Regions from separate parts of the Mus musculus genome. Here regions 2, 3, 4, 5, 6 and 7 are each linked to region 1. The links are chromatin contacts, called in public HiChIP or PLAC-seq maps. All regions are on one chromosome and are shown on one strand. Each heading gives the region's core, a stretch centred on a gene start, on an enhancer-like site or on the middle of the called end of the contact. The rest is flanking DNA. Distances are from core to core; before and after follow the strand shown. Region 1 holds the start of Fam131c (family with sequence similarity 131, member C). Region 2 holds the start of Efhd2 (EF hand domain containing 2). Region 3 holds the start of Dnajc16 (DnaJ heat shock protein family (Hsp40) member C16). Region 4 holds the start of Agmat (agmatine ureohydrolase (agmatinase)). Region 5 holds the start of Ddi2 (DNA-damage inducible protein 2). Region 6 holds the start of Crocc (ciliary rootlet coiled-coil, rootletin). Region 7 holds the start of Plekhm2 (pleckstrin homology domain containing, family M (with RUN domain) member 2).

The links. HiChIP or PLAC-seq counts read pairs in DNA pulled down with a chosen protein or histone mark.
Region 2: a contact with region 1 is called in an H3K4me3 HiChIP or PLAC-seq map of embryonic stem cells, with 2.8 times the contacts expected there. The contact joins the promoter of Efhd2 here to the promoter of Fam131c in region 1. A contact is called at or near these places in 2 of 39 promoter capture datasets (embryonic stem cells and pre-B cells), 1 of 484 Hi-C or Micro-C datasets (embryonic stem cells), 5 of 115 datasets of contacts at active chromatin or transcription factors (bone marrow-derived dendritic cells, embryonic stem cells, forebrain and 2 more) and 1 of 9 other capture datasets (embryonic stem cells).
Region 3: an HNF4G HiChIP or PLAC-seq map of pancreatic cancer cells shows a contact between it and region 1. The contact joins the promoter of Dnajc16 here to the promoter of Fam131c in region 1. A contact is called at or near these places in 3 of 115 datasets of contacts at active chromatin or transcription factors (astrocytes, epiblast stem cells and pancreatic cancer cells).
Region 4: an H3K4me3 HiChIP or PLAC-seq map of embryonic stem cells shows a contact between it and region 1, with 9 read pairs. The contact joins the promoter of Agmat here to the promoter of Fam131c in region 1. A contact is called at or near these places in 3 of 39 promoter capture datasets (liver, neural stem cells and stem cell-derived epiblast-like cells) and 2 of 115 datasets of contacts at active chromatin or transcription factors (astrocytes and embryonic stem cells).
Region 5: an HNF4G HiChIP or PLAC-seq map of pancreatic cancer cells shows a contact between it and region 1. The contact joins the promoter of Ddi2 here to the promoter of Fam131c in region 1. A contact is called at or near these places in 1 of 39 promoter capture datasets (second pharyngeal arch cranial neural crest) and 1 of 115 datasets of contacts at active chromatin or transcription factors (pancreatic cancer cells).
Region 6: an H3K4me3 HiChIP or PLAC-seq map of embryonic stem cells shows a contact between it and region 1, with 11 read pairs. The contact joins the promoter of Crocc here to the promoter of Fam131c in region 1. A contact is called at or near these places in 1 of 115 datasets of contacts at active chromatin or transcription factors (embryonic stem cells) and 1 of 9 other capture datasets (adipose tissue).
Region 7: a contact with region 1 is called in an H3K4me3 HiChIP or PLAC-seq map of embryonic hindbrain, with 3 times the contacts expected there. The contact joins the promoter of Plekhm2 here to the promoter of Fam131c in region 1. A contact is called at or near these places in 1 of 39 promoter capture datasets (liver), 1 of 115 datasets of contacts at active chromatin or transcription factors (embryonic hindbrain) and 1 of 9 other capture datasets (adipose tissue).

Annotation. Positions count from the first base shown.
Region 1 is chr4:141,366,852-141,369,497 of GRCm38.p6, forward strand. Fam131c (family with sequence similarity 131, member C) reads left to right here and starts at 1,341. Exons shown (of 7, transcript NM_001085513.2): 1 at 1,341-1,473. The coding sequence starts at 1,452.
Region 2 is chr4:141,873,610-141,876,255 of GRCm38.p6, forward strand. Efhd2 (EF hand domain containing 2) reads right to left here and starts at 1,311. Exons shown (of 4, transcript NM_025994.3): 1 at 951-1,311. The coding sequence starts at 1,258.
Region 3 is chr4:141,789,319-141,791,964 of GRCm38.p6, forward strand. Dnajc16 (DnaJ heat shock protein family (Hsp40) member C16) reads right to left here and starts at 1,326. Exons shown (of 15, transcript NM_172338.2): 1 at 1,272-1,326.
Region 4 is chr4:141,745,366-141,748,011 of GRCm38.p6, forward strand. It overlaps Agmat (agmatine ureohydrolase (agmatinase)), which reads left to right and starts at 1,310. Exons shown (of 7, transcript NM_001081408.1): 1 at 1,310-1,734. The coding sequence starts at 1,445.
Region 5 is chr4:141,722,131-141,724,776 of GRCm38.p6, forward strand. It overlaps Ddi2 (DNA-damage inducible protein 2), which reads right to left and starts at 1,289. Exons shown (of 10, transcript NM_001017966.2): 1 at 927-1,289. The coding sequence starts at 1,064.
Region 6 is chr4:141,052,350-141,054,995 of GRCm38.p6, forward strand. It overlaps Crocc (ciliary rootlet coiled-coil, rootletin), which reads right to left and starts at 1,312. Exons shown (of 37, transcript NM_172122.2): 1 at 1,171-1,312; 2 at 601-742. The coding sequence starts at 1,230.
Region 7 is chr4:141,662,856-141,665,501 of GRCm38.p6, forward strand. Plekhm2 (pleckstrin homology domain containing, family M (with RUN domain) member 2) reads right to left here and starts at 1,291. Exons shown (of 20, transcript NM_001033150.2): 1 at 1,006-1,291. The coding sequence starts at 1,065.

The DNA of each region.
Region 1 (2,646 bases), core at 91-2,590:
TACACCTAGGTCTTAAAGCACCAGAGACAGCATGGGGCCACCTCCACTCTGACTTTACTCAATAGCTCGAGTCCCCAGCCCTGGGCAGCCCCAGCAGGCCTGGCTTCTGCTCTGCACAGGGTCTTCAAACCCTTGCTCTAAGCCATATTCATCCCCCAGGGCTGTCTCTAGTGATACAGGGCTGGTAAACAGACCCATTGACTCCTCTGTCTGGAAACAGGAATGTCCAAGGATGGGGTGAGGTGACATTTACCTCAGATACAGGGTGCTTCAGGCCTGGCAAGGTTTGTCACAGCACATCTGACCACTCTCTCCAGGATCCTAAATGAGTGCATGTGAATGCACACAGTGCATATGTGTGAGAAGAGGAACACACACACACACACACACACACACACACACACACACACACACACACGCTAACAGCCATACAAGTGCCAGCAATTAGCCTCCACTATTCCATGACAGAAGTTCCTAGGTAGGGTTTGCCTATACTTCCTTGCTCCAGAGGAGCCCTGGGAGGTAGCCTACCTTCTTGCATGAGACCGCTTATCTAGCCAGGAGGCCACTAATGCAGTGTCTTGGTCCTCCCTCAGAACTCCCTCCCTGGACCAGCATCCTCCCATAAGCAGGTGACTATCAAAAACCCCTGACCTGGAGGCTGGCGAGATGGCTCGGCAGGTTAAAGGTACTTACCAGGAAGTCTGGTTACCAAGTTTGATCCCTGAGACCCACATAGTGGAAAGAAAGAATAGAGTCCCGTCCCCCCCCACCCGCCACCCCAAGTGTACTTTGATCCCTCTCTCTCTCTCTCACACACACACTAAAAATAAAGCTCAGGGCCAGACAGTGGTGGTGCACGCCTTTAATCCCAGCACTTGGGAGGCAGAGGCACGCATACTTCTGAGCTCGAGGCCAGCCTGGTCTACAAACTGAGTTCCAGGACAGCCAGGGCTATTCAGAGAAATCCTGTCTCGAAAAGCCAATAAAATAAAATAAAACAAAATAAAATAAAACAAAACAAAGCTCGATCTTGCTCATTGTGCACAGTGGGATGAGGCTCATCTTTGCAGAATTCCCCTTCCCAGCCCTTTCCCCTGACCTTGAGCTCCAGAAAGCAGGCGCTACTCAGATTTGAAACTAGAAGTCTTCCTTACAGGGCCGAGTCCTGTTACTTTGGTTTGCCTTACTTTGGTTAGCGACAACAGGTACACTGGCACAGAGGGGGCGGGGCGCACCCCAGCCCCGCCCCCTCCGCGCTCCCCGGGTCCCCGCCCGCCGCGGTGTCGCCCGGCCTTGGCAGCTGCGGGCGCGGCGCGAGGCGATCCGGACGCGGCAGCGGGGACTAGGAGCGAGAGGAGGGCGAGCCGCGCAGCCCCGGCCCACGGAGACATGAGCGCGCGGCCGCCCACCGCACCCCAGGCGCAGTGGCCCAGCCCCGCCGCCCCGTGATGGGATCCTGTGTGTCGCGAGGTGAGGACAGGGCGGCCCGGGACGCAGCGAGAAGCGGGGGGCGGGGGGGGGGGCACCAGCGCTCCGCTCAGGGAAGCCAGGGTGGGTGTCCGCCCTTCATGGATCAGCCGCGCCCCAGAGGACACGGTGCGCCCCACGGGGACAGAGCTCGGGAGGGGGGCGAGCAGCGCGCAGAGGGGACGGAGGTCTCCGCACCCCACGCCCCACTCGGCACCCGGCAGGTGGCATGAAGCAAGGTCCGGTGCCATGCTTTCTTCCCCGCAGCTACACGCCTCCTGCAGTGTGCCTGAGAGGGGAGGGAGCCTTCCTATTTTTTCTGGTCCTCTTATGGGCCACTGAGCTCCAGGAAGACCTCGCTCCCGCTCAAGATGCCGGCAGGCCTTTTTAAGCCAGGATCCCATTTCTCCTCTCAGGGTGCCTGTGTCTTTAGCCCCAGAACCCTACCCCCACCCCACGCAGGAAGGGGTCAGTAGGGATGAACAGGTTATCAAGGCTCCCTCTTCCCCACCCTCATCCCTAACTCCATCCCCACCCCCACCCCTGCTCAGGGGACAGGAGAGGACAGAGGACAGCTGATGCTCCCAGTAACCCCTGGGCCTTTGTCTCTCACCTGGCACCTTGGCCATTCCAAGGTGATTCCAGAGAACTGGAGTGACTGTCCCTCATCTGTGGGGTTTGGGGAGAGCACTGTCTGTAAATGGGTGTGTGTGTGTGTGCATAGGATCTTTCATAGATGCTGTGGGGAGGGAATATTTGTATTTGGAGTAATATTTTAGGAGAGGTTGCGGAGTATGGGGACATGCCTGCACTCAGAAAGTGGAAGATCAAGAGCTCAAGGCCAGCATCCACAGCATAGAGAATTTGAGGCCAACCTGGGCTACATGAGAGCCTGTGTCAAAAAAAAAGCAAACACCTCAAAAGAGGTTGGGTCATGCCGGGAGTGGTGGTGCACGCCTTTAATCCCAGCACTTGGGAGGCAGTGGCAGGTGGATTTCTAAGTTCGAGGTCAGCCTGGTCTACAAAGTGAGTTCCAAGACAGCCAGGGCTATACAGAGAAACCCTGTCTCAAAAAACCAAAAAAAAAAAAAAAAAAAAAAAAGAGGTTGGGCCATTGTCCCACTTGGGAGTCTTACCCACTGTGGGAGCAGGGGGCGGGGCCAGGAGTGAGAGTGT
Region 2 (2,646 bases), core at 61-2,560, 510 kb after region 1:
GGGCTGCCTTCTGATAAAGGGCAGGGGAGTCACCACTGCACAACCACGGAGTGAAGGGGTTCGAGGTGGGGGGGCGGGGTAATGGGGGAGAAGGGAGGGAGGGGAGGAAGGTGGACTCACAGTGTATGAAGAGGGGCTAAGTCCCAGGGGACTCTGTCCTGATGATAGGGGAGTTACATGTTTGTAGACTGGGGGACAGGGACAGAGGAGCCCTTCCCTAGCAAGACCGCACAGTGTTAAGGAAATGGAACCTGGTCAACAGGGTGGGCGGGAATGGAAAGGCCTGAAGAGTTTTCACCCACAGTAAGTAAACATAGTATAGCTGAGGGTGTGTGTGTGTGTGTGTGTGTGTGTGTGTGTGTGTTGGGGGGAGGGGGTTGTGGACCCAACCTAGTAGGAGAGAGTCCATAACTAAGCAGAAGAAATTAAAGGACCCAGTAAAAGGCACAAGTCTGGCATGGGTGCCGGGGGGAATGTCCCCTTAAGAGGCAGTAGGGTTGCCTTATTGCGGTGGGGGTAGGGAGTCCAGTAGTTAGGACGGAGCGGAAGGGAAGCCACCGGCCCTTTCTCCCTTTCTCGATATGTTTGGGTGTAGGGTGGTGGGTGCAGTAACATTAACAGTGGGAAGGAGGTCGGTACCCTGTGTGGTGGTAGTGACTCGCTGGGGACCTGCGATTATCTGGAAGGAACCTCAGGGAGCCCCCAATCCGCGTGGGCTATTCCGAGGGCAGTATCACCAGGAGGAGGGGTCACATGTCAGGAACGGGAGCTCCCCAGATCCACTTGCGTGCTGGGGTGGTGGGTCTGGAAGCCTCGTGGCTCTTTAGAAAAGCAGCAGAGTTCCCCACCCTGGTGAGACGGGGTTCTGGGGGAATCTAATTGGGGATACGGGAGGTTAGGGCCCGAGGCCGGGTCTAGGGTGGTGGGGAACCGGGTGCAGGGGCACTTACTGCTTGAACATCTTCTCCATGTCTTTGATCTGCTTCCTGGAGAACTCCTTGAACTCGGTGTAGGGGTTGAAGACGCGGCGGCTGGGCGACTGTGGCTCGCCGATGCCCTGGTTGAGGTCCGCGCGCCGCAGCAGCTTGGCGCTCAGCTCGTCGTCCGCGCTGCCCAACGCCTGGGCAGTCTCGTCGGGAGCCTCGGCCGCCGCCGCCGCCGCCGCCCCGTTGAGCCCCGGCTGCTCCGTCGCCTCGCCGCCTTCGCCCTCCATCTGCAGCCTCCGGCTCAGCTTGCTGGCCAACTCGTCCGTGGCCATGGTGGCCCGCGCAGCGCTGCCTCGGCCGGGCCCCTGCTCTGCGCCGCGCTCCCGGCCGCGCTCTTCCTCTTCCTGACACTCCCCGCCGCCAGGCGCCGCCCTGAAGGTGGGACTTAGGGGACCGCCCGCCCCCGGGCTGGCTCCCGCCGCCTTTGCCGCGTGCCGGGTCCTTCTCTATCCCCGGAGGGGGGTAGGGGGGTCAAGTGCATTCCGCTCCCCAGCTCCTCATCATCGTTCCCCTCCCTCCCCCACAGTGAAAAACCATCAACTTCTCTCTGATGACCTCTGGGTGACGCTGAGTCCCAGGAGCCCTCTGGAAGGAACCTGGGAAGGGGGTGTCCCAACCCTTCGGGAGGGAAGAGGGTCCGCTCGCAGGAGGTGGCTGTGTGTTCAGGGACTGGAGAGGGGCGCGGCTCTCAACCCGTTCTCTGAAAGGGGTTTGTGTCTCTGACACCCTGTCGGTTGCCATGGAGACCACTGGTAGTGAACCGCTGGGCGTTCTTGATAAGGTGGCAGGAATCTGAAGAAGGTGGACCCTAGCACTGGAGCCCAGTTGAGACTGTCTCCAGGGCTATCATGACTGGCGTCATTCAAAAGTGGGGTAGCTGCTATGAGGGAGATGGCACCCTACCAGTTCTCAAGGTCCCCAAAGAACTGGGAAAGGGGAAGGGGGTCGTCCTGTTACACGATGATTCAGCACAATAGCTGCCTGATCCGGCGGATGCCTGGGACTCTCCACCTCAGAGGGATTTCAGAGAGATCTCCATGTTGCCTCTTTGATGGGGATCCCAGAGGGGTGACCTCCTCCCCAAAGCGTCAGGAATGGGGGGAGCTGGAAAGGAGGAGCTCAGAGAGAATTTGTCTCTGTCATCTAGTCTGTCACTTCAAGAACAGCAAAGCTGGTCTGAAGAGAAGGCTCAGTTATTAAGAGTGGTTATTGCTCTTGTGGAGGACTGACATCCTAGCATCCGTGTAGGGTCCGGGTAGAGAGGGGCAAGTCACGAAAGGCCTGTAACTCCAGCACCAGGGATCCTAGACCCTCTTCTGGCCTGCTTATGCATCTGCACTCATGAGCATATATACCCCTCCCCCACACACACAGACTTAAAACTAAAGTAAATCTCTGGCCAGTCTCTGAGTTCAGTCAGCCTGGTCTACATCCAGGATAGCCAGGGCTCTATAGTAAGACTCCCTCCTTGATAGATGATAGATAATAGATAGACAGATAACAAACTCTGTTTGTTTGTTTGTTTTTCTTTTGGGGGTTTTGTTTTTTGAGACAGGGTTTCTCTGTGTAGCCCTGGCTGTCCTGGAACTCACTCTGTAGACCAGGCTGACCTCGAACTCAAGAAATCCGCCAGCTTCTGCCTCCCAAGTGCTGGGATTAA
Region 3 (2,646 bases), core at 76-2,575, 420 kb after region 1:
GAAAAGTCCTTTTAAAATTACTGGAAATGAATGCTCTGAAACAAGTGGTGACTCTGAGAATATATCTAGGATATCCAGGAGAGGATATCTCAAATGCACCATTTCATCTATCATAACAATAAACTTAAAATAATTGGCTTCAGAGTAGCTGAGAACGGGTCAAATTAGCTCACAAACTCATCATGATTTCTCATGTACTAAATTACATTCTAGGATCATTGTGGCATTTCTGGACACTAAATAGACATGAAAGTAAAACACCTTAAAATAACTGTGCATTAATATTCAGAAGTCTGCTATTATTAAGAATCCAGTTTCTTATCTAAAGAGAACAGGAAAGACTAGAAGAATAGGCACGGCTTTAAAATGTTTTAAACTACAACTCAGCTGAGGGGTAGAACTCAGTGTGGGTTTTGGAATAATCCTGGCTGGTTGATAAGGAGATAGCGTGGACCTGGAGATACACACACTCACACAGGGGGCTGTGATCTTTTATACCATATGCTGGTTTCATGGGTCCATTTATCTTGACCTCACAGTGTTTAGTAAGGTTCAGTGGCTGACACCTTACTCAGGGGGGGTGGATTTTGACAAGTGCAAGCCATAAACCCTGCTTGGGAGTCTTTATAAACAGTTGACCACTGTTTAGAACTGCACACATGCTAAGTAAAATCCACAAGCAAGCCAGTTCCTGTTTCTCTTTTAAGACAGCCTGTTCTGAGGTACTGGCTAAACTCACCCAGATTGGGGATCAGATTGCGGGGGTGGGGGGCTGTCCACCACCATTCTAGGACCTAAACCTGTGTTCTTGCTGATAGGGTGTGACTGAACACCAGCACCTAGCAGGATCTTTATGGGGATGGGGTACAGTAAAGTGGGTAAGGGGTTTACTAAGCAGAATCCACAGGCAGGGTGGGTGAAGTGTCTGCTGCGGGAGTGGGTGAGGTGGGGACAATTTTTGGCTGACGTTCTCCAGCTCCAGGGGGCCGGCCACAGGATTGGGGACGCGCTGGCCAACAGGTAGCCCTCGGCGTCCCCAAGCGCAGGCGGCGGAGGCTCCCCAGACGCTCCGCAGGACCAAGTCCCGACTCGGGCGCCCGCCCGGGTTACGACCTTCCGGGAGGCGGCCCCCTCCCCCGCCGCCCCGGTTCCTGTCGGCTCCCGGGGCCCCCCGGGGCCCAGCGCGGGCTGAGGACGCGGAGGATCTGACGGGAGATCCCCCAGCTTGCAAGGCCCCGCCACGCTCGCGCGTCAAGCCGGGAAGGAGTTACCGGGAAAGGGCACCGGCCCAACCGGCCGCAGCGTCCGTGCTCCAGTGAATCCGCCGGGGCCGGCGCTTCCAGTCCACACCAGAGAACCTGGGGAGGGGAAGGAGGCGGGGCCCAGGCCCGGGGCAGTCACGTGTCACTTAAAGACCCCACGCCTGCGACGCGCGCACAGACCGGTTTAGGCCGCACACGCGATGAACCTATTTTGGCCTTGACGGTCACCGTAGGCACCTGGATCTGGCGCAGTTGCTATAGGAACGGAGAGCGCTCTCTGGCTGGGTCTGAAAGCTTGCTCTTGACTAGCGAGGCCAGAACGTGCCTTCTAGCGAGGCGGAGTCGCTATGCATCACGGGATACCAGGAAGACCTCCCGGAACCGGGGAGGGGTTTCCACTGGTTGCCAGAAGATGGCCCACATCTAGCAACTGTTGCTAGGACGGGGACGCAGTCGCTGGTCCCAGTTCACTTTGACCCTATTCATAGAATCCTAGAGCGTCAGCGTTTGAGGCGACCTTAGGGATTCTTCCTAGTTCAACCTCTTCATATACTGAAGTTCGGAGAGGGCCAAAGACTTGCCCGAAGCTTAGAATCCAAGGCTCCAAATTCAGTACATCAACCCAAGGATGTTCTAGACTGGAATTTGGACAAGAACTGAGGGAAAGACGGGCGTGGTTGCGCACGCCTTTAATCCCAGCACTTGGGAGGCAGAGGCAGGTGGATATTTGAGTTCGAGGCCAGCCTGGTCTACAAAGTGAGTTCCAGGACAGCCAGGACTGTACAGAGAAACCCTGTCTTGAAAAAACAAACAAACAAGCAAACAAACAAACAAACAAACAAACAAAAGAACCGAGGGAAGAGGGCGTGGTGAATAAGGCTGACATTTTTTTTTTTTTTTTTTGCGCCCGTGACCAAGGGCTCTTGATGTATTTTCTATTCCATGCCTCGTGTTGAGTGAGTTCTTATGTAATCGGTTTCTAAAACACTTACCTAGCATGCTGTTTTTGTTGTTTGCTTTTGAGACAGGGTCTCACCGTGTAATCCTCGCTGGCCTGGAACTTACTAGGTGAATCAGGGTGGTCTCAAACTCAGGAGATCTGCCTGCCTCTGCCTCCTCAAAGAGTGCCGGGATTAAAAGTCTGCACTACCATGCCTGGCTCTCTCTTCTATACATTTAGTGTATATCGTTGTTCTTTGGGCTCTTTCAGGTAGAGCTCTTTCAGGTAAGCTCCTGCAGGTAGAGTCTCACACTTTTCTTGTTCAGCATTGTATCACTGTCTGCACAGACCTTGGTTTGTACAAGCTGCCAGTAAATATTTGAATAGTTAGTTGCAAAATAAATAAAAAATGAAGCTAAAGCCTATCATCGTCATCCCCCCCCC
Region 4 (2,646 bases), core at 60-2,559, 380 kb after region 1:
ACCTGTTTGTGTTTTTTTTTTCTTCCACATTTATTTTGTGTGTGTGTGCGCATGTGTGCAGGACACTACTGTGGCAGTCAGAGGACAACTGTTAGGAGTCAGCTCTCGATTAATCTCAGTTTGTTCAGCTTGCTAGCTGATGCCTTCACCAGCTGAGCCATCTTACCCTCACACCCCCTGCGCGATTTCTTTCTTTCCTTAGAATTAAGGAGAGAATGACTCCTTAGCAGGCTTGCTGGTGCTTTGCCTTTCTCTATAGCTCCATATTAAAGTCTTTGTAATGCATTACAAAGTTTAAAAAAAAAAAAAAACAAACTAGGATGTCACAACAGGCAGTGGTGGCTCACACATGCCTTTAATCCCAGCACTAGGGAGGCAGAGGCAGGTGGATTTCTGAGTTTGAGGCCAGCCTGGTCTACAGAGTGAGTTCCAAGAAAGCCAGGGCTACACAGAGAAACCCTGTCTCGAAAAACAGAAAAAAAGAAAGAAAGAAAGAAAGAAAGAAAGAAAGAAAGAAAGAAAGAAAGAGAGAAAAGACTACTGTTTCCTGAGAATTCCCAACCCCAAACATTTCTTTTGTCTTTTCTTCTCATCTTGTATTTATGTATTTGTTCTTGTGTGTGTGCATGTTCTTATGTGTGTGCATGTTCTTGTGTGTGTGCATTTGTTCTTGTGTGTGCATGTGCATGCGGCTGCCTTAGAGCTCCAGAAGGGAGCCAATGGAATCTGGAGTTACAGGTAACTGTCAGCCTCTGGATGATGCGGGAGGCAAGAACCAAACCAGGCTGCTCTGCAAGACAGCACCGGCTCTTTCCTTCTGAAACGTCTCTGTAGACCTCAAGACATTTCTTAACCATATGTATATGTATATGTATATGTGTGTGTGTGTGTATGTATATGATGTATATGTATATATGTATATGTGTAATGTATATATATAGTATTTATATAAATACAAAATATTATTTTGTATATATACACAAAATTATACAATATATATATATATATATATATATATATATATATATATATATATATATATAATTGTGTAATCCCAGGATATGAGAGGTAGAGACAGTTGAAAGCCAACCTGGGCTGCATAAGTTCTGGATCAGCCTGGGCTAAGGAATGAAACCAAAACAACACAACAACAACAACATACAAAGCAAACTAAAATCACTCTGAATAGGACAGCCAAAGGCCAGGTGTTGGGGGGCGGGGGTCCTTGCAATGACAAACCTGGGGTGGGGCAGGTGGGCATGAATGGGGAGCCTCGACTTGGCTCATTGACCATCCAGGGGCTGAAGTCCAGATCTGGGCAGGTGGAGAAACCCTTGGGGCTTTGGGGCCCTCTCAGCCTCTTTGATCCCAGTGTGTCCCTGCCCTTTGAACGCTGCAACTGAGGGCTGGCACACTGTCCTGGTTGGGCTCCTCAATAGGCGGCATGCTGAGGCTGCTGAGGTCCAGCTGGGCCCGCGGCTTGGGGTCTGGGGTGGCCACTTGGCGTCCCTCAGCGGGGCTCTTTCGTCCTGGGTGCCCTGGGATCCGCCAGGCTTCAGGTGCCTCAGATACCCCACACCACCAGTCCCCCAGCTCTGAGTCACCGGTACAGCCGGTGGGGGTGGGTGTCTGTTCCATGATGCGCCTGCCCCTGCAGTCCTCCCCCGAGGGGCTGGACGCTGCTTTCATCGGTGTGCCTCTGGATACTGGGACTTCCAACCGGCCCGGGGCAAGGTAAGGCAGAAAGGCACCTGGGCTGGGGACACGTGGCAGAAGGCACACGGGGCGGGCGAGCACCTTTTTACCCAGGTCTTTTTTGGAATCAGGGAGGGCGTTGGAGAAACTGATTTCTCTCCTCCCTCAACAAGCAACTCCCAGGGCTGAGCCCGGGATTGGAGGGCCAGTCATGATATCTCAGGGTCCTTAGTGGTCCAGAATGGCTTCTGTGCACTCTGGTAACCCCAGGAAACCGAGGCAGCTCAGAAACACCAACCTGGGCTGCATTAGCAAGCCAGGAGAGTTTCTAGGACCCGCAGCCTCCCTGGGATGCTAGGTGTGCACGCATACTACCCTAGTCACGTCCCAGGGAACACTGGTTTGAGGACAGAAGTTGGTTGTTCCCCAAACGTCTAGCTCTCAAAGTCAAAGAGACATAAAATCTATTATCTTAATTAGCAAGCATCAGCAGTTACTGCTTTGGCCCATTACATCTGACTGCATGGGGCTGAATTTTAAAAGCTGTCATTTTATTAAATGTCAAGGAACTCAGGACATTTTGCAAAGATGACCTCGTTTAATTTTTACAACCACACCGTGAAATAAAGAACATCATTATTCTAAAGACCAGGAAACAGAAACAGAGATTAAGGAGTTATCTAATGTCTTCTAATAAAGTGGTGGTGGGCAGGCCCGTGAATCTGCGGATGGAAGGACAGAACTCCTACTCAGCTTTCCAGGAGCCCTGGGTTTGATCTCCAGCAGTAAAAACACAAACAGGCAAAGAACAATGTAGAGTCTGTGTCACCGGCTGGTACTCTAAAAATATATTTTTTTCAAGACAGGGTTGCACTGGGTCATGATCAGAAACACTGTTAGCCTGCTGTGGTCATACATGCTGGTAACTCCAGACCACCGGAGGCTGAGGCA
Region 5 (2,646 bases), core at 39-2,538, 360 kb after region 1:
GGAATGGTACTTCTGAACACAATATTGACACGCAGAGTTTACCGTAAGTCAGGACAGAACAGGCAGTCGTTGGGCAACAGTTTTTGGAACTATTTCATAATTGCAGAAGGAAATCAAGATTTACATTCTGGGGCCTTGGGAGCTGTCTATAATTTTCTGGTGTTTAGACTACACCCAGCGGGGGCCACTTTGGTTAGAATCTTAAGGGATTTAGTGCAAAGGTTACAAAATAGTCCACCTATTGTTTGATGAAGTCTACTAAGGACACCAAAGCATTTTGAGAATATATTTTCTTGTTAAAACATGAGAAGGCTGAACTCCTGGCCGCCGAATCCCTCGGGGGTCTTCAGACAGTAGGCCATTTTCAAGCTAATATCCTTCGAAAGCACTGAGCTTTGAACTGACCCAACTAAACTGGGCCCAGAAAGGAGGAGGGCTTTGGCCTGAGAGAAGCAGACAGACTGAGTTAACCTAACCATTACTTTAATTAATATATGACATATATATATGTGTGTGTGTGTATACATATATAATAAATTAACCAAAAATGTATGCATTTCCAGAGACGTCAATGGCAGAGTGAGTCTCAAACTTTTTCCCCTCACTTTCAACCGCAAATCTGCATTCTCCCAGGTAGTAAACTGCGCATATTGGAGCGGTCCAAATAAGCGAACCCCAGGCAGGCGTCGTTCTCCCAGTGATCCAAACTGGTATTTCTGGTCGGAAAGTCAGGAGATCCCGGATGAGGACCCAGGCTCCCGAAGGCCAGAAGGTGGGGAGGGCTGCCCGCCCGCGCACGTGCCCCTCTAGCTGCAGTGGGTGCATCCACGGGCGGCTGCAGGACTCGGCCCCCGCCGGCCCCCAGCTCCCCCCGCCCCCGGCCACAGCGGCCGGAGGCCCCCGCTCGCTGCCGCACCCCGGCGTACCTGGCTCTCGGCGGCGGGGATGCCGGACTCGAGCTCGCACAGCGCGCGGAAGTTGTGCAGCTCGAAGTCGGCGTCGACCTGGAGGGAAAAGGTCACCTCGGAGAGGTCCCTCCGCACACAGTACACGGTGAGCAGCATGGCCCGGGCCCGACCCGGCTCGACTCGGCCCGGCCTGGGCGCTGGGCGGAAGGCAGTCGGCGGCTGGGGAGACCTGGCGGCAGCGGCGGGAGGGCGACGGGCGCGGGCTGCTCGCTCGCTCGCTCGCTCGCTCCTTTCCTCCCTCACACGCGCGCAATGACTCACTCGCTCCCGCCCTCGGCAGCCAGCGCGGCCGCCGCCACCCGCCTGCGACGCCGTCTGCCTGCCTGCCGGCCTGCCTCCCACCGCTGCCGTCAAGCTCGCGGGCCGCCCGCCCGGCGCCCCGCCCCGTCGCAACGCCACGGCCGTAAAGCGCGCCAGGCTGCCGGCAGCCTTCGCGACGCTAGGCTGTGGGGCAGGGCGGGGCTGGGGAGACTGGAGGGAGGAATGGGGATGCGGGGTGGGGGAACCCCACGATTTAATGCTTGAGCTCCGGAGTATTCCAGGATCCCAGTCCCAGTTAGTCATCCAACGGGGACCTACTGTGCGAATGGCGTGTGCATAAAAATGGTTGAAAGACAAATTAAGCACATCTTTCTAAAACAGAGTTTTCGTAATGGAAGTTGTCATTTCAGTAATATTAACTCGGTTTCGACTTGGTAATGAATGTAGGACGAAAATCCAGATCCTTTGCTGTGCTCGAGGCCCATCCCAGCCTGCGGGCTGGCATGGCTGCGCTGGCAGCCACACACACACAGCACAGTTCTTAGTTAACTCACTCTCAGACTGCATCCAGCACTGGACGTTTACTGGGTACGGTTTAGAATTTACTCCGTATACTGGGACTGGTAGCGCAAACCTGTAATCCCAGCTACTCAGGAGGGTGAACAGAAGGCTGGCAAATTCCAAGCCTGCCTGGATCATAAGTGTTCCAGTCTGAACAATTTACTTTAATGGTATAGATAAAATACCTTGTTGACATCTTGCCTACCAGGACCAAGCTCAACCTCAGCAGGACAAAAAGACAGTACTTGGGAAACAGTCGTTATTTTAGTGGCCACTCAATTCATAAGAAGATGTAGATACCAAGAATGGTAAAAATCCGAAAACATCTCCCGGGCCCACTAGGGTGGTCCACATTTGTAATCCCAGCACTCAGGAGTGTTTGGTTTCCAGTCCTGGATTAGGGGCTGAGGTATGCATTGTACAAATCAAAGGCTCAAGGTTCTCCTGACATCCCTCTGTCCCTACCTGGCAGGGACTCAGCTGCCCTTCCCCCAGAGACTCTTCTGCATTTAATACAGATATCATATCATATATGATATCATTGGTCTCTCTCTCCCCCCCACCCCCATTCTCTTTCTTTCTTTCTCTCTTTCTCTCTTTCTTTCTTTCTTTCTTTCTTTCTTTCTTTCTTTCTTTCTTTCTTTCTTTTCCCTCTTCTCCTTTCCCTTCCCATGGCGACTAATATGGCTTCCTTCCTCTCCTTCCTTGGGACCAGTGAATTCGTCCTCCTGACAGAAGCTTCCCAACCCAACAAACCCGCATTTACGACGAGCTAATCTGTCTTGAATTGGTTCATTTCACCATCATCCAGGAGCAGAGACTGCAGGATCACTACAAGCACAAGGATTTCCACTCC
Region 6 (2,646 bases), core at 62-2,561, 310 kb before region 1:
GTGTTCAAATCTGAAGCAATGAGTGGAAAGGGCTAGCCCCGCCCTCTCTTAAAGCTGTGCCACATGGGGAGTAAATAAAATAATTGCATCTCAGGCTCTGGAGGCTCCTTCATCACAGAGCTGTGCCTGTCTCCCTATGTGCATTCAAGGAGTAGGGTCTGGGGCTGAGCACGTGGATCAGCACATTAGGGCACTTGCTACACACAAGCATGAGTATCTAAGTTCAAATCCCAGCACCCATGTACAAAGCTGGGCATGGCCCCTCGGGCACCTGTAACCCAAAAGCGACTTGGCAAAGAGCCGAGAAAATCAGTAGGACTTGCTGGCTGGCAGCCTAGCTCCAAGCTGTGCGAGATCCTGAGGTAAGGGAAGCGGTGGAGAACACCAGAGCACTTCTTTGTCATCCTCGTGCTCACAGGAAATGTACCTGTACACACGTGTGTATGAGCCACACATTACAACATACATGTATTCGCGCACGTGTGTGCACGCTTACCGACACACACACACACACACACAGCACTACACTACACAGCAGCACCATCTGTGTCCCTGCTGCTGAGAAGGGAGAAGGACCTGGACAGGGTAGGGAGGTGGTACCTGGGGTCTCAGGCCGGGAGAGGTTGCTGGCGATGACCTCCCTGGCGCAGACAAGCAGGCTGGCTCCCTGGAAGTCCTGGACCCGGTTCTGCACACTCAGGCTCTTCTCTTGGTTTGGTCCCAGAACACAGTTCTCCAGAGACTGTGAGAAGAGAGAGTTTTCAGGGATCCTAGACCCCTGACTTCCTGGCCTGAGAGTTGGGCAAATCCTGTGGCCCAAGTCCTAGAGAAACTAGGAAACAAGGGTAAACTGCAGAGAGCGCCTGCTCAGTGTCTCTCCTAGCGCTGGGCCCCAGCAGGACCTGAAGGGCAGAGAAGGTAGGAGGATCTTGCTGTGCCAGAGGCCAGTAATCCCTAAAGTCCACGAGGGGCCCTTCCCCCACTACTGTGCACTGAGATTAAGGAGTCCCAGCACTGGCCTGTGTGGCCCCCTGACCTGCAAACTGCAACCCTCGCACACTTCCCCACACTTCCCTCCACTCACCACCTCTCACCACTACTACAAGGTCGGTTCTTCTGCCCTGCTCTGCCCCTGGACAGGGTGGACACGGCCCGGCCCTCCGGACCCACCTGGATCACAATCTCCAGTGCCAGCTGAGCCTGCAGAGATCCTGCCAGCCCCAGGCTCATGGAGAGGGGGGTCTGTGGGCACTCCACAGCCCCCCTCCTCAAAGTACAGAGGTCGAAGAGCGTCTCAGCTACATGCACCAACGCACTAACACACCAATGCCAGGCTGCTGGGCTGAGCAGCCCGGCAGATTAAGCTTAAATCCGATGGTGCCCCCACGTGACTACGCAGGGGGTGGGGAGGGACTCAGAAGGGAGAGGAGGGGAAGAGCAGCAGGAATCAGAGGTGCATGAGGAGGGAGGGCCCAGACAGCACTCAGGGAGGAGACCATGAATGGTAGGGAACAGTGTTCCCCACTCCCTCCTCCCTCCCCAGTCTGTGGGCACTGCAGCCTTACAAGCCCGGCTGCCCGAGGCCAGAGTCCCTAGCTCACAGAGCATCTTCTCTGACCCGGAACGGGCGAGCTCACGTGGTCTGCTCAGAACCTATTTACAGCCTGCTGCTAGGCAGGGAGATGCTTGTGCACTACAGGTTGGAAGCAAAGAAAGCAGGCGCTCAGACAAGACTAGGAACTGAGCCGGTCCAAGCCCCGCCCCCGGCTGTGTCCCAGCATCCTCCTGTGTCAGAGCTGGCACCATTGAGCTCCTGGGAGCAAAGCATCTGCCCGTCCACAGCACATAACTGGGTGCCAGTTCACCCAGGGAACACTGGGTAAACATTGTCTTCACTCAGGAGAAAACTCAACGTGCACAGTCCCTGGGCCCCCAAAGTCTGAGAGCAGTTTCCCTCCCAGAAGCAAGGAGGCTGTGTGGCACAATGGTAAGGACCCGGAGTCGATGGCCTGCCATGTGTTAGCAGTATGGTCCTGGATAAATTACCTCTCCTGGCCTCAGTTTCCCTATCTGTAAACGAGAGTAGGGTCTTTGAGGGAACTGAAGGGTGCTGAAAGCAGGGAGGGGTTCAGAAACACACAGGGCAAGGCTAAGCTCATAGCAGCTCACTTTAGCACTTACCTGCTGGTTTCTACTCTCCAGGTTCCTGAGTTCTAGGGTGTGTCAAATTCATCTAGTCCTCCTATCAGCCTATTTCCGGATGAGCAAAACAAGGCTCAGAGGGGTGGAGGACTCACCTATTCAAGGTGACACACTATGAAGAAGTGTAAGCCTGAAGCTCACCTCCCCTTAGACCAAGCAGACTCCCCAAAATGCCTAAAGGGCAAAGCCAGGCCCCTTGGTCTTCAAGACCTGCTGCGGTATCCAAGTCAGAGAGAAGGATGCGGTAGGCGCTGCATACACACACTTTAGTCCAGACTGGATCGCTTCTTCCCAACTAAGGAATCCGTACTGCATATGTTTCCAATGTACACCTGGACAAGAAGGTAGGCGCCCCCAAGCTGCTATGGAGGTCTGGAGGCTACCAAAGAGAGCAGCGCAGAGAGAGAAGGGGAGAGAGGACGTTTTACCGGGAGAGTTGTACAG
Region 7 (2,646 bases), core at 41-2,540, 300 kb after region 1:
AAAGAAAAGAAAAGAAAAGAAAAGCAAGAAAGAAGAGGGCCAGAGAAATGCTTCAGTGGGTGAAGGCATTGCTGCCAAAACTTACACATTGAGTTTGAGTACTGGAATTAACAGGATAGGAGAGAATCAATTCTCAAAAGTTGACCTCTGACCTCCACTCTCCCATTTACATACGGACACACACACAGCTCCTAAAGTATAGTTACACACACACACACACACACACACACAGAAAAAGCATGAAGGCAGGCTAGTCAATCTTCCCCACTCCTCTATTTTTCGGTTTCACTATGTAGTCCAGGCTAGCTTGGACCTCAGGACTCTGCTTTAGCCTCCTGTGTGCTGGATGACAGAGATGCATCACCACACCCAGCCTTCTGAGGCTGGCCTGTCTCCTCACCCCTGTGCGTGCCCTTGACAGGTAGTCATTCCTACCAGGAATTGGGGCAATGACCAATACTAACAAGCCCCAACCCAAAGTGTCATAGTGTCACCGTCCCACGGCTTACCTTCCAAAACTACAACCCTAGACACCTCAGGTCCTCACTCAGAGCTCTGTAACTCGCTTTTTTCTAAACTGCCATCCTGGAGTTAGGACGACTTGGGGATTCCGTGGGTCCCCAAGCAATGTCGCAGGGCACAGCTGGGGTGACCAGCAGGTGCTGGTTCTCGGCCTTTGCCCCGAGGGAGGGAGGGAAGATGCAGTGGATTCCTCGAGGATGCTCTCCCTGCCCCGTCCTACCCGCAGCCTTCCCGAGGTGTCACGGGCCAGTCGCGGGAAGACAAGGCCGATTCGGGCACCGGGGAGCTCCGAGGACGCTGACCTCAACTTTGTTCTTTAAAAATAGCTCGGAGGCCGCGGCGCTCCCGGGAGTCGCCTGCTTCTCCAGCAGGGCCCAGGGTCGCCAGGACGACAGTGGCCCGGGGTCCCGGTCATGGAGGCGACCCGGGGGGGACTAGCGACGGGGACCGGGGAGGGGGTCGGGGCCGAAGGAGGCCGCTCACCTTCTTCACCGACAGCGAGATGTTCTCCAGGATTCGGTCCTTCACCTCCCGCGGCTCCATGGCGCTGCCGCCGCCGCCCCGCCGCCGCTTCCCACGCCGGGAGCCCGGGGCCGCCGCCAACCGCTGCCGCCGGCCGTGCGGGGGCTCCGTCGTGCCGGCCGCGGGCCCCGGCGCCCGCCGCCCTCGTCTCGCCTCGCCTCGCCTCGCCCGGGCCTCGCTCCGCCGCCGCCGCCTCCCGAGCGCCGAGCCGGGAAGGAGACGCGGGCCCTGCGCGGCCGCAGGAACTGATGTCAGGCGGGGCGGCGCCAGCACCGGCCGGGAGGGACGGCGGCGACCAGGCGGGCCCGCCTCCTCCGAGACCCGGGGCGATGGAGACCTGGGAGCTCAGAGATCCGGAGCCCCGGGGACCTGCAGACCTAGGGGACTCACACAGCCCGGATCGCATAGACCCAGGACCTCACAGAGCCAGAATCGCATAGATCCGGCACCGCAGAGCCTCGGGACCTCAAACACGCTGGGACTCAAAGACTTCGCCTCCCACTTCCCAATCCTGCACAAACTCCTCATGAGACCCTGGGAGCTCACCGATCTCCAGAGCCACCCTGCTCAAAGACCCCGGGAACCTCACAGACCCCGGGCCCCCTCCCAGCTCCTCTGAGATACCGTATTGTCCGTGTTGTCGTTCCCCTAACCCCTTGCAGCAAGGCCCTGCACGGGCCTAAAAACTGCCCCAGCTCCTTAGATATTGCTCCCTCTCTCCTTGCCCACACTTCCCTTCCCTGTAACATTCAAAGGCTCTCCTTCCAGGACCCGGCCAACTCCTTGAAGACCCCACTCAGGACCAGGACAGACGGGGCCCCTCCCTCATTCCAAACCTGACATTCCTCACCCTTGCCCACAAGGGGCCCCAGATATACCCGAATACTCGAGAGACTCTGGAGACAAGGCTTGGCCTGGCAGAGACACCTACCTATTCCTTTCCAACTGCTCCACGCACACCCCAGGGTTCCGAGGTTTGGACCGCCTAGAGCCACTCCAGCACCCAACGTTGCCCTGATGCCAGAGCTCAGCCCTCCATCCTCTCCAACACTCCAATTCACCGTTCTCAAGGTATCTTCTACTTCCAAAACAAGCCCTCTTCCCTATCGGCCCTCACACCCTCTGTCTTGGCTAGTTTTGTGTCAGCTCGACCAGGGACACAAGCTAGGTTCATCTGAGAGGAGAAAAACTCAGTTGAGAAAACGCCTCCATAAGATAAGGCTGTATGACATTTTCTTAATTAGTGATTGATGGGGGGTGGGAGGGAACACAGCCCATTGTGGTGCCATCCCTGGACTGGTGGTCCTGGGTTCTATAAGGAAGCAGGCTGAGCAACGTAGGGGAAGACAAGCCATCAGCTCCTGCCTCCAGGTTCTTGCCTGGTTTGACTTCCTGACTTAGCATCCCTCAGTAGACTGTAATTCGGGACATGTAAGCCAAATAAACCCCTCCTCCACCCCCAAGTAGCTTTGGTCATGGTGTTTCATCATAGCAATAGGAAGGTGACTAAGCCGGGCAGTGGCGGCGCACACTTTAATCCCAGCATTCCGGAGGCAGAGGCAGGCGGATTTCCGAGTTTGAGGCCAGCCTGGTCTACAGAAT